Linked DNA regions of Zea mays: all the other regions are linked to region 2. Evidence: chromatin contacts called from public Hi-C data. All regions are on one chromosome and are shown on one strand. The core of a region is the stretch at or near the end of the contact, and the rest is flanking DNA. Distances in the headings are between cores, read along the strand shown. Region 1 holds the start of LOC542055. Region 2 holds the start of LOC100284822. Region 3 holds the start of LOC542232 (auxin binding protein 1).

What was found. Hi-C and Micro-C count contacts between places; a contact is called where the count stands out from the background.
Region 1: a contact with region 2 is called in a Hi-C map of ear, with 4 times the contacts expected there. The contact joins the promoter of LOC542055 here to the promoter of LOC100284822 in region 2. A contact is called at or near these places in 5 of 25 Hi-C or Micro-C datasets (bundle sheath, ear, endosperm and 2 more).
Region 3: a contact with region 2 is called in a Hi-C map of tassel, with 5 times the contacts expected there. The contact joins the promoter of LOC542232 here to the promoter of LOC100284822 in region 2. A contact is called at or near these places in 8 of 25 Hi-C or Micro-C datasets (bundle sheath, ear, endosperm and 4 more).

Annotation. Positions count from the first base shown.
Region 1 is chr3:135,378,574-135,381,436 of Zm-B73-REFERENCE-NAM-5.0, forward strand. It overlaps LOC542055, which reads left to right and starts at 1,443. Exons shown (of 13, transcript NM_001111692.2): 1 at 1,443-1,616; 2 at 1,989-2,158; 3 at 2,465-2,540; 4 at 2,794-2,863. The coding sequence starts at 1,503. LOC100383326 (ARM repeat superfamily protein) reads left to right here. Exons shown (of 1, transcript NM_001175984.1): 1 at 1-1,002. The coding sequence ends at 812.
Region 2 is chr3:135,618,952-135,621,715 of Zm-B73-REFERENCE-NAM-5.0, forward strand. It overlaps LOC100284822, which reads left to right and starts at 1,332. Exons shown (of 5, transcript NM_001157717.1): 1 at 1,332-1,951; 2 at 2,456-2,576; 3 at 2,683-2,764. The coding sequence starts at 1,596.
Region 3 is chr3:135,483,204-135,486,222 of Zm-B73-REFERENCE-NAM-5.0, forward strand. It overlaps LOC542232 (auxin binding protein 1), which reads left to right and starts at 1,592. Exons shown (of 5, transcript NM_001111842.2): 1 at 1,592-1,812. The coding sequence starts at 1,686.

The DNA of each region.
Region 1 (2,863 bases), core at 193-2,692, 240 kb before region 2:
GGGAGCGGATCGGCGGCACGGGTGGGTTGGTCGCGCTCCTGCTCCACATGTTCCTCCGGCCCGGAGGCTCCGAAGAGGACACCGACGCCGCTCGCGTCGAGGCCGGCGAGGCGCTCGCCATGCTGGCCCTCGAGAGCCCGCGCAACTGCGAGCGCATCCTCAGAGCCGGTGGCAGCTCGAGCTCGGCCACATCCACCGCTACCGTAGACAGCCTCGTCGACGCGCTTGGGGACGCCGCCATCGGCGTCGGGGCGGGCAGGATCCTGATGAACCTCTGCGCGTACACCGGAGGCAGCAGCGAGTGGTTCCCGCAGCTCCGCCGCGCCACGCGTGCCGCGGCCACGGTGCTCCGGGAAGTCGACACGGTCAACGAGTCCAAGCCGCTTGAGGTGTCGCTGGGCTTCGCGGCTCAGCTAGTGAGGCTGATGGGCCCACACGAGCTGGCACACCATCTGGTCAACGCCGGGGTCAGCGAAGCGGACCTGGTCAGCCGACTGGTCAGCGTGCTGGCTACGCACGCCTGCCCTTCGACCAAGGCGCCGCGGATCCGAAGGTTTACGGTCGACCTCGTCATCGCGCTGCTGAGGACGCCGCCGGCGCGAGAGAGGTGGCTGATCGCCGAGGCGATGGCCGCGGCGGGGATGGGCGCGGAGCTGCGGCGCGTGGCGGAGACGACGTCGGAGCTGGAGTGCTTCCACGTGTTCTCCGGCAGCGCAGGGCTGATCAGGCACGCCGTCGGGCTCGCCGCGCTCGTCGATACGGCGCTGGAGCTCATGAGTACCGTCGCCGAAGCCGATCGAGCACCCGTGTGAGCGAAAGCGTGACAAGTGCGTGCGTGTGAGTGTGACTTTGTGTTGCTGTTGCGTACAGGCGAGAGGAGAAGTAACAGGGATTCTTCGGTAAATTCAAATGCATAAACAGTATTATTTCATTCATTGGTTTTTTTTTTTTGCATGTAGTTACGTGACTAATGACTGGGTGAATGGATGAGACGGGTTCCTCAATCCTGAATTCCTGACTCTTGCTTTTGTGTGTGTGTGTGTGGACGTTGTCATTTCTTTTGTGTTAAAGCACTGGATGGATCCGGATATTGTTGTGCAAAAAGAAAAAAGTCAAGTCACTGACAAATTTCTAGCCAATACTTTAAGAAAGGAAACTAATCGAAATCTAGCTAATTATTTATAAGGAATCTCTATCTCTCTATTGTTCTGTTGTTGAAAAGGCGTACATAAAAACTTTTTCTTTGTACCCAACTTCCGATCCGATGGTGCGACTGCGAGTGCGAGGAGGCGATTGGTAATGGCACACACTTTTTTTTATAAAGATACGGGTAGCCAATTTGACTTGGCCTGCCAGTTCCGCGCAGCCCCCTCCAAATCCATCGATAAAACACACAATAAATCAATAATAACCAGAGAGTCAGTTTGCGTGGATTGCCATCGCCCCTTCCTCCACCTCTGCGCTCCACCACCTAATAATTGATTCCACTGCCAATACCTGCGATGAGTGCCGCCATGCCGCCGGCGATGGACCCCGCGGCGGCGGGGGAGATGGCGCGGGAGGCCGCCGCGTGGTGCTCGCTGCACGGCCTCGTCGTCGGGGACCGCGCCGACCAGGTGAGCCTGAGCTGCTGATTCTCAGCTTCCCGCTTCCTCTTTGTCGTGCTCTTACTAGTGTTTGGCTGGGAGGGATGAGATGGGAACAGACCTGTTCCTAGAGGCGTTTGGATCGCGGGGTCACGCGGAGAGTCTCCGTCTTATCGACAAGGTTGACCAATCTGTGGCTGTACCGGATTTATTGCTTAGGTCTCCTCTCTTTTTCTGACACTAGCTGCTCAGACGCCATATTGGGATTGGGACTAACCGTCCCGTTCCTCTATTTCTTTGTTCACTTAGCTTTCACAATGTACTATTGTCTCCAACATGGTGGCCTAACTATTATCCGGGGTCCAGACTCCTGAAAGACCATCTTGATTGAACCCCCTGCAGAGATCAGCAACGGTCCCTGGTGTTGGTTTGGTCCATGCTCCATTCTCCTTGCTCCCAGCACATTTTCCAGAGTCCTTTTGGAGGCAGGCGTGCGAGCTCGCTCCCGTTTTTAACGAGCTTGTGGACCGTGTTAGCATGGACGGGAATTTCTTGCAGAATGCTTTGTCCAAGTAAGTTTTTCTTCCTCTCCAATATTGCTTTCTATTAAGATTATCATTCGGTGCTCTGTTTGCCGCTTGCATTCATAGGATGACAATGTTAGTTCACTGGAACTTAGCTAATCCTCTCGGTCCTGCATTGCCAGAGTGCACTGTATGCTCTCATTGGATCAGATTGTTGAAAATTTTAAATAATCTGTCTAAGTTTTGAAACTAACTGTTCTGTTACGAGTGAATGAAATAACAATCTATGCCAGAGATTCGAAATTTCTATGAAACTGTTGGACTGATGGGATTGGCTTCATTTTATAATTTCAGAACAAGGCAGGTTGATGATTTCACATCTAGGCTCTTGGAAATTCACAGGAAAATGATGGAAATAAATAAGGAAGAGGTAATTTGATCTGCTTTACTCTCTTCCTTTTTTACAAGGAAAATTCACTAATCTTCACCACTGAGTTAATTGCTGCACCTCGCTATTATTAAGCACTTTTTTCTCTAAATTTGTGGTGCTAACATCGTAACCTGAATGTTAAGTATCAGTAGGCATTATCTCAAAAATCTTTTCTCCATCATCTTTTTGGGGTTGAGGAGGGTGATAATGTTTTCTGCATGGAATTATTGAACAATGATCCAATATTTACCAGAATATTCGCTTGGGGTTGCACCGATCAGATTATATGCTGGATTCAGAAACAAGTTCTCTTCTTCAAATAG
Region 2 (2,764 bases), core at 82-2,581:
GATGGGTATAAAAGGCGAGTTTGGAGGATAGAAACGAGATAAAATGGTGTGTAATGAGCTCCACCCAGGTAGAGATATTTATGGATGGAGTGGGGATGAAATTTAAGTTTTTTTGCATTTCTTCTATTTATTTAGACTTCAAACGATTAAAAACGGCTAGTGGTAACGGATAGCATCCGAAGTTGTCACCTTATTATCGCCCCTTCGCTCTCGCCCGCGAGACGCCACCGCCAACACGCCGCTCGCCTCCCTCTCGCTAGGGAGCGCGCTCCAGCACGGGCAAGAGCGAGGCAGTGGCAGCATCGTCTGCCGAGCTGCACCCGTCCACCTATTGCCCCGCTCCCCAGGGGCGTGCCCATGTAGAAACAAGGGTATTCAATTGAATACCCATTTTTTCTGGCAACAAAATTTATGTATATGTATACATATTATGTTTATACACTAAAATATTGTAAAAATATAAAATAACTTTGTTGTATAGGCTTACAGCTATTTGTCCCCAAACTTCGTTTTTTGCTGGCCTTTTTCATTTCCCTGTCATGTGACTATGGATAACAATCGCGTGGTTAGAAACACGAGTATATGGTTTACAAATCCATAACTACGAGACAAAATTAAATCCATACTCGTACCCATATACGTTCATAGGTATAGATCTATACTAATGTTAAATACACATCGGGTAACGGGTATGGATACTATATATTCATACCCACAAAAAATTATCATCTCATACCTTATTATATTTATACTCATACCCGTGGATAACAAATTATAATATATCTGTGTCCGATGGATAATTATCCGTTTCTCATGGATAACAAATTTAGGCTATAAAAAAATTATGTCTACTAAAATTTCGAATACTCATACCATAAATTTAATCTTGGGCCCGCCCCTACCGCTCCCGCTAATTATGTCGGTCGATACCGTCCGGGCTATGTGCTGCATTGGCACCAGCCTTATTGGAATAGAGCAGTGACGAGGTAAAAAAAATCTGCCAATGGCGTATGCTCTAAAATAATTTTAGCTACAGATATAGAATTTTTGATTTTGTAGTGACCCGTCGGTAATTTTACTGGACTGTATATGGACGAGAGGTACAGTGTTCTGAGTGAGCCTCTGAAAAAAGAGCCAGTCGGTCGCTGTCGTCACTTTTCTGCAGCGGAAAGGCCACGGTCGGGTCGTCAGAGTTTGAATCCGGTCTGGCCAGTTTTGCGTCGCGCCCCCTCTCCGTTCAAAACTATTCGCGTTTCAGTCCACTTGTTCTGTCCGCCTCTTCATTAATTGCTCCACCTCGCTGACGGAGCTCTGCTGCTGTCTTCAAGAAGCAGAATAGGAGTGAGGGAAAGCCCGTTGCTTTCGCTTCGGTTTTCTCCCAGAACTCCACCGAGAGAGGGGAAGGACTCCACAAGGAGAGGGGCCGAGGGGGGAGTAAACTCGGGTCCGTGTGACGGCAGAGAGTTTCCGACGAGGAGAGAGAAGCAGCTGGGAAGGGCACTCACGGAGCTTACAGAGAAAAAAGGGGTCGAGGTTCATGCCCGTTTGGTTCCTCGGTTGCTGCGTGAGGCGGCCGGAGGAGTCGTGAACCGGGAATGACGGGGGTGGTGGTGGTTTCCAGCGCGGGGTGCAAGGGTGGCGGCGGGGCGAAGAGGGCCGCCGGCGGCAGAGGTGGCGGGGAGGAGGAGCGGCGGCGGCGGGCGGCGGTTCTGGAGCTGCTGCTCGCGGCCGTGCGGCGCTCCGTGGTGGCGTGCCGGGTGGAGCGCGGGGCCGCCGGAGCCGGGTGGCCGGCGAGAGAGGAGGACGCGGCGGTGGCGCTCGAGGAGATGGAGATCGGTTGGCCCACCGACGTCCGCCACGTCGCCCACGTCACCTTCGACCGCTTCCACGGCTTCCTCGGCCTCCCCGTCGAGTTCGAGGATGAGATGCCCTGCCGCGTGCCCAGCGCCAGGTGAGCAACCGTCCCCACCACCTCCTTGTCTCCCTCCCGCGTCACCGTAAGATTCAAAATCGAAGCTTCCGTAGAAAATTTCGCTTACGGGGCAAGAGTCATACTGAAAAAAATTGATTTTCTGAAGGATGAGTTTATGATTTTGAGTGCTCCCAGTTTGGACTTTGGAGCATGTTCTTATCTGAGGATGCTGTTCCGCCAGAGTTCTGATAACTAGAGCAAAACTTCAGTTCCTGCAGATGTATGCCTGGATTTTCAAAGTGCAAACATGAGTTCAACTGATGCATTTAATTCCTATTCCTTATGCACTGTATTAAGCAGATCTTTTGTGCAATTACAGCAACATTGGCACTAATCCGGTGGAACTCTTATTCCTGAGTCACACATTGTAACAAGTCTGAATTTGTGTTGGACCGTATGAATTGTCCCCCAAGCTTTGCCAGTTGAACTCATCAATCCATGACTTGTGAATTCATCAAGCTCATTCTCTTTTATTTTCTCTAGCGCCAGCGTTTTTGGTGTCTCGGCTGAATTGATGCAATGCACATACGATGGCAAGGGAAATTCAGTCCCCACGATATTGCTGCTCTTGCAGGAGAGGCTGTATGCCCACGGGGGGCTGAAGGTTAGTCATGTGGCATGAATCTATTATAAAACTAAGACTTTTGAGTGTTTGTCATGTGACATGAAACTGATTTGCTCCTATGGAATTACTAAAATTCCATTTTCAGTCTGAGGGGATCTTTCGCATTAATCCAGAGAATGACCAAGAGGAGCACGTGAGGGACCAGCTGAACAAAGGAATTGTACCTG
Region 3 (3,019 bases), core at 342-2,841, 140 kb before region 2:
TGTTTCGACAATGGACTGGATAGGTGAGCCGTCTGCAGGGTGGCCCTGGCGCCGCCTGCCAGCGGAGTGGACATGACGCAATAAATGCTGAGGGGGCACATCACCTGTCAGCAGGGTGGACAGGCGGCGCGTCCTTTCCGTAATAAATGCAGAGTCCACGCGGTCTAGGGGCCTTACGTCAGGCTCCGCCCGCTGGCTTATTCACGGGCAACGAGCCACGTGGCCGCATCGGGTCTCCGCCTGAGTGGGGAGCGCATGCGCAGAGTAAGGCCCGACCACGTGTTAGTACCGGACCCTTGCTCATGCCAGGGTTTCCCCTGTCCCGGGACCTCGTTGCGGCCCAGACCTTTCTCGAAGAGATCTGGACCCCATCCAAGGGACCCGACATGCTTACTCGGGAGTCCCGGGCCATAATCGGGGGTCCAGGTTGTGCGTACAGGGGTCCGACTCGACTGATACATCCTGGATGTATCATCTTTCCTTGCCACATGGTGCCCCTTGAGCTGCCCATGTGGTGGGGTCGAGCGCTGTTCACCGTGTGGCTAGGGAACGGCGTACGGGCACCGCGTCTTCATACTGTAGTAAGGGGTACCCCTGATTCAGGGTACCGACAATAATTATGTAAACTCCTTGAGTAATTGGTGTCTCATGTGTGATTTCTCCATGGCGTTGCTTCATAAGGATCACAAACATATTTGTCTCACCTTTTGAAGCAAACATAAATCAAACCCTGTGACTTGTACCATATCACCATATATGAGTTCAAATCATGGCTTCAAGTCACCTTACTGATGCATCAACATGTTATAACTCTTCATAACTGATTAGTTCACCGACTTAGTGCAAGTACTCTCTTCTTCACCTTAACCATGGTACTTCGGTCCACAAGCCGTCGCTTGGCCTTCACCTTCGCTTAGTTCCTCGAAGCCCTTTCCTTGCTATCTTCACCCTATCAAACCATCTTTGAGTCACATTATATTGATCATCCATTGAGAGAATCATTTCTTCGATATTGTGAACCTTGCTTGAATGTCATCTAGATATGCTAAGATCAATCAAGCTCTAGTTTGATTCTCATAAAAGCATATATGGACTAATAGTAATATGGCCAAGCCAATTCACGATTTCTCATATCTTATTCACTTTGGCTTGACCAATCCTCTTAATTACTTCAACCTCTATTATGATCATATTTATGCATAGTGGTTTCTAAGGTCTTGTCCATATATTCAAACCAATATAGAGACCGTATTATATCCATTTGCATTGTCTCACTGGTTATTTAACCTTGTGTTGAACCTTTATTCACTGATCATTATACACTATTCAAATATGTTCATCATACTGAATTTTCTATAATATAAAATAGTGTTTTGCACGACCATAAATGGTTAGAGACGTTATACCGTTCTTGTTGCCTTGTTTATGTCCTAGCAAGATTTTCGTTGATAAGAGAGGAGAGCCATAAACAGGTCGTCCGGCCTGGCAAGCCGAGGTTTGTCCTGCGTGGTGCGGCTTGTCTCTGGGCCGGCTGCTCCCACAAGCTATCTGAGCCGCTGCTCCATTTGATCGGACAGTCGACACCGTCCGAGCGGCGATCAAAACCACCTTCGACGACTACGCCGAAACCCTAGCCTCTATCTCATTCCACTCCGACATTCACGTGCAGCTGTCGGGAGCAGGCAATGGCGCCGGATCTAAGCGAACTCGCCGCCGCCGCTCCAGCCCGTGGCGCCTACCTCGCCGGCGTCGGTGTCGCGGTCCTCCTCGCTGCCTCCTTCCTCCCAGTAGCCGAGTCGTCCTGCGTGCGAGGTGCACCCTCACCCTGCCGAGCTTTTTGCCACTGAGACCAGCACTGCTAAGTGCTAGTGGGGTTTGGGCTTAACTGGCGTGTTAAATAGCAGGCTGGGTCTTGTTTTGGTCGTTAGGGAGTGGGGGAAGGTTGAGGGGAATTGGGCTTAGTGGCTCGGTTTGCATTGGGACTAATTGGGGTAGTTTAGGTTAACAATCAAATTAGGGTGGTTTGGTGTGGGCTCCAATAGTTTCAGCCCATGGGCCCCCCAAGCCCGCGCCTCCGCCTCCGCCTCCGCTGCCGGCCGTCGCAACGACTCCAACTCCACCCAAGTCCACTACAGGCCTACAGCCTACTCACCGGGTTACTACTACAGTTCGCAACTACATCCAGATTCCAGGCTAATGCTAATCCTTAGGTTGGAGATGGGTTGGAAACAGATTGAACTTGCGGTGACATAAATGGATTGGTTTGGTTTGGCTTGGATTCTGCAAGTTCACACGCTTAATTCAAAGTATATCTGGGTGGATTCAGATTGATTTACAGCACAACAATTCCCATCTGCCACCTCAAAGAATGGATTCACCATTTGCCACTTCGTTTTTTTTTACTGCCATTGGACATGCGAAATGGCCATGCTGCCCATAATCCTAATTGATTATGTGTAGTTAGCACTCATTGCTCTTCAACCTGCAAAAATCAAGCATAGTGCCATGCTGTAGTTTGCCGCTCTAGATCTACATGAAATGGATCCCAACCCAAAATACAGCCTATCATCTCAATTCACGCATAGCCACCACTCAAGCAAAGTAAATTCTGAACTTGTTTTTAAGTGGCCAAATCGATCTCCGTGAGACCCATTACAACAGCAACCAACTTATTTTGACTCACTTGGAGCACAACGGTAGTAGGGGTTGGGCTGCGTGCTGGAGCAGCAGTGGTAGTAGTGGTGTCTTAGGCCTTCTGCTTCTGCCAAGCTCAACTCTGCACCCAAGAAGGTGACTGGGTCTGACTGGGAGGAGAAGCAGTTGTAATAGTCGCTTTTGCAGTCTTCTGCTTCTGCCGAGCTCAACTTGCCACCAGAGAAGAAGGTTACTGTTCTGTGGGGGAGCATCGCAGTCTGCTGGTCATGCCAGCTAAGAACAGAGCTGCATGGCCTGTCTTTGGCCGTCAGAGCGTGGAAGCACTGAAGGTTCTGGCAGCATTGACTTCTGTGTCATCATCGTA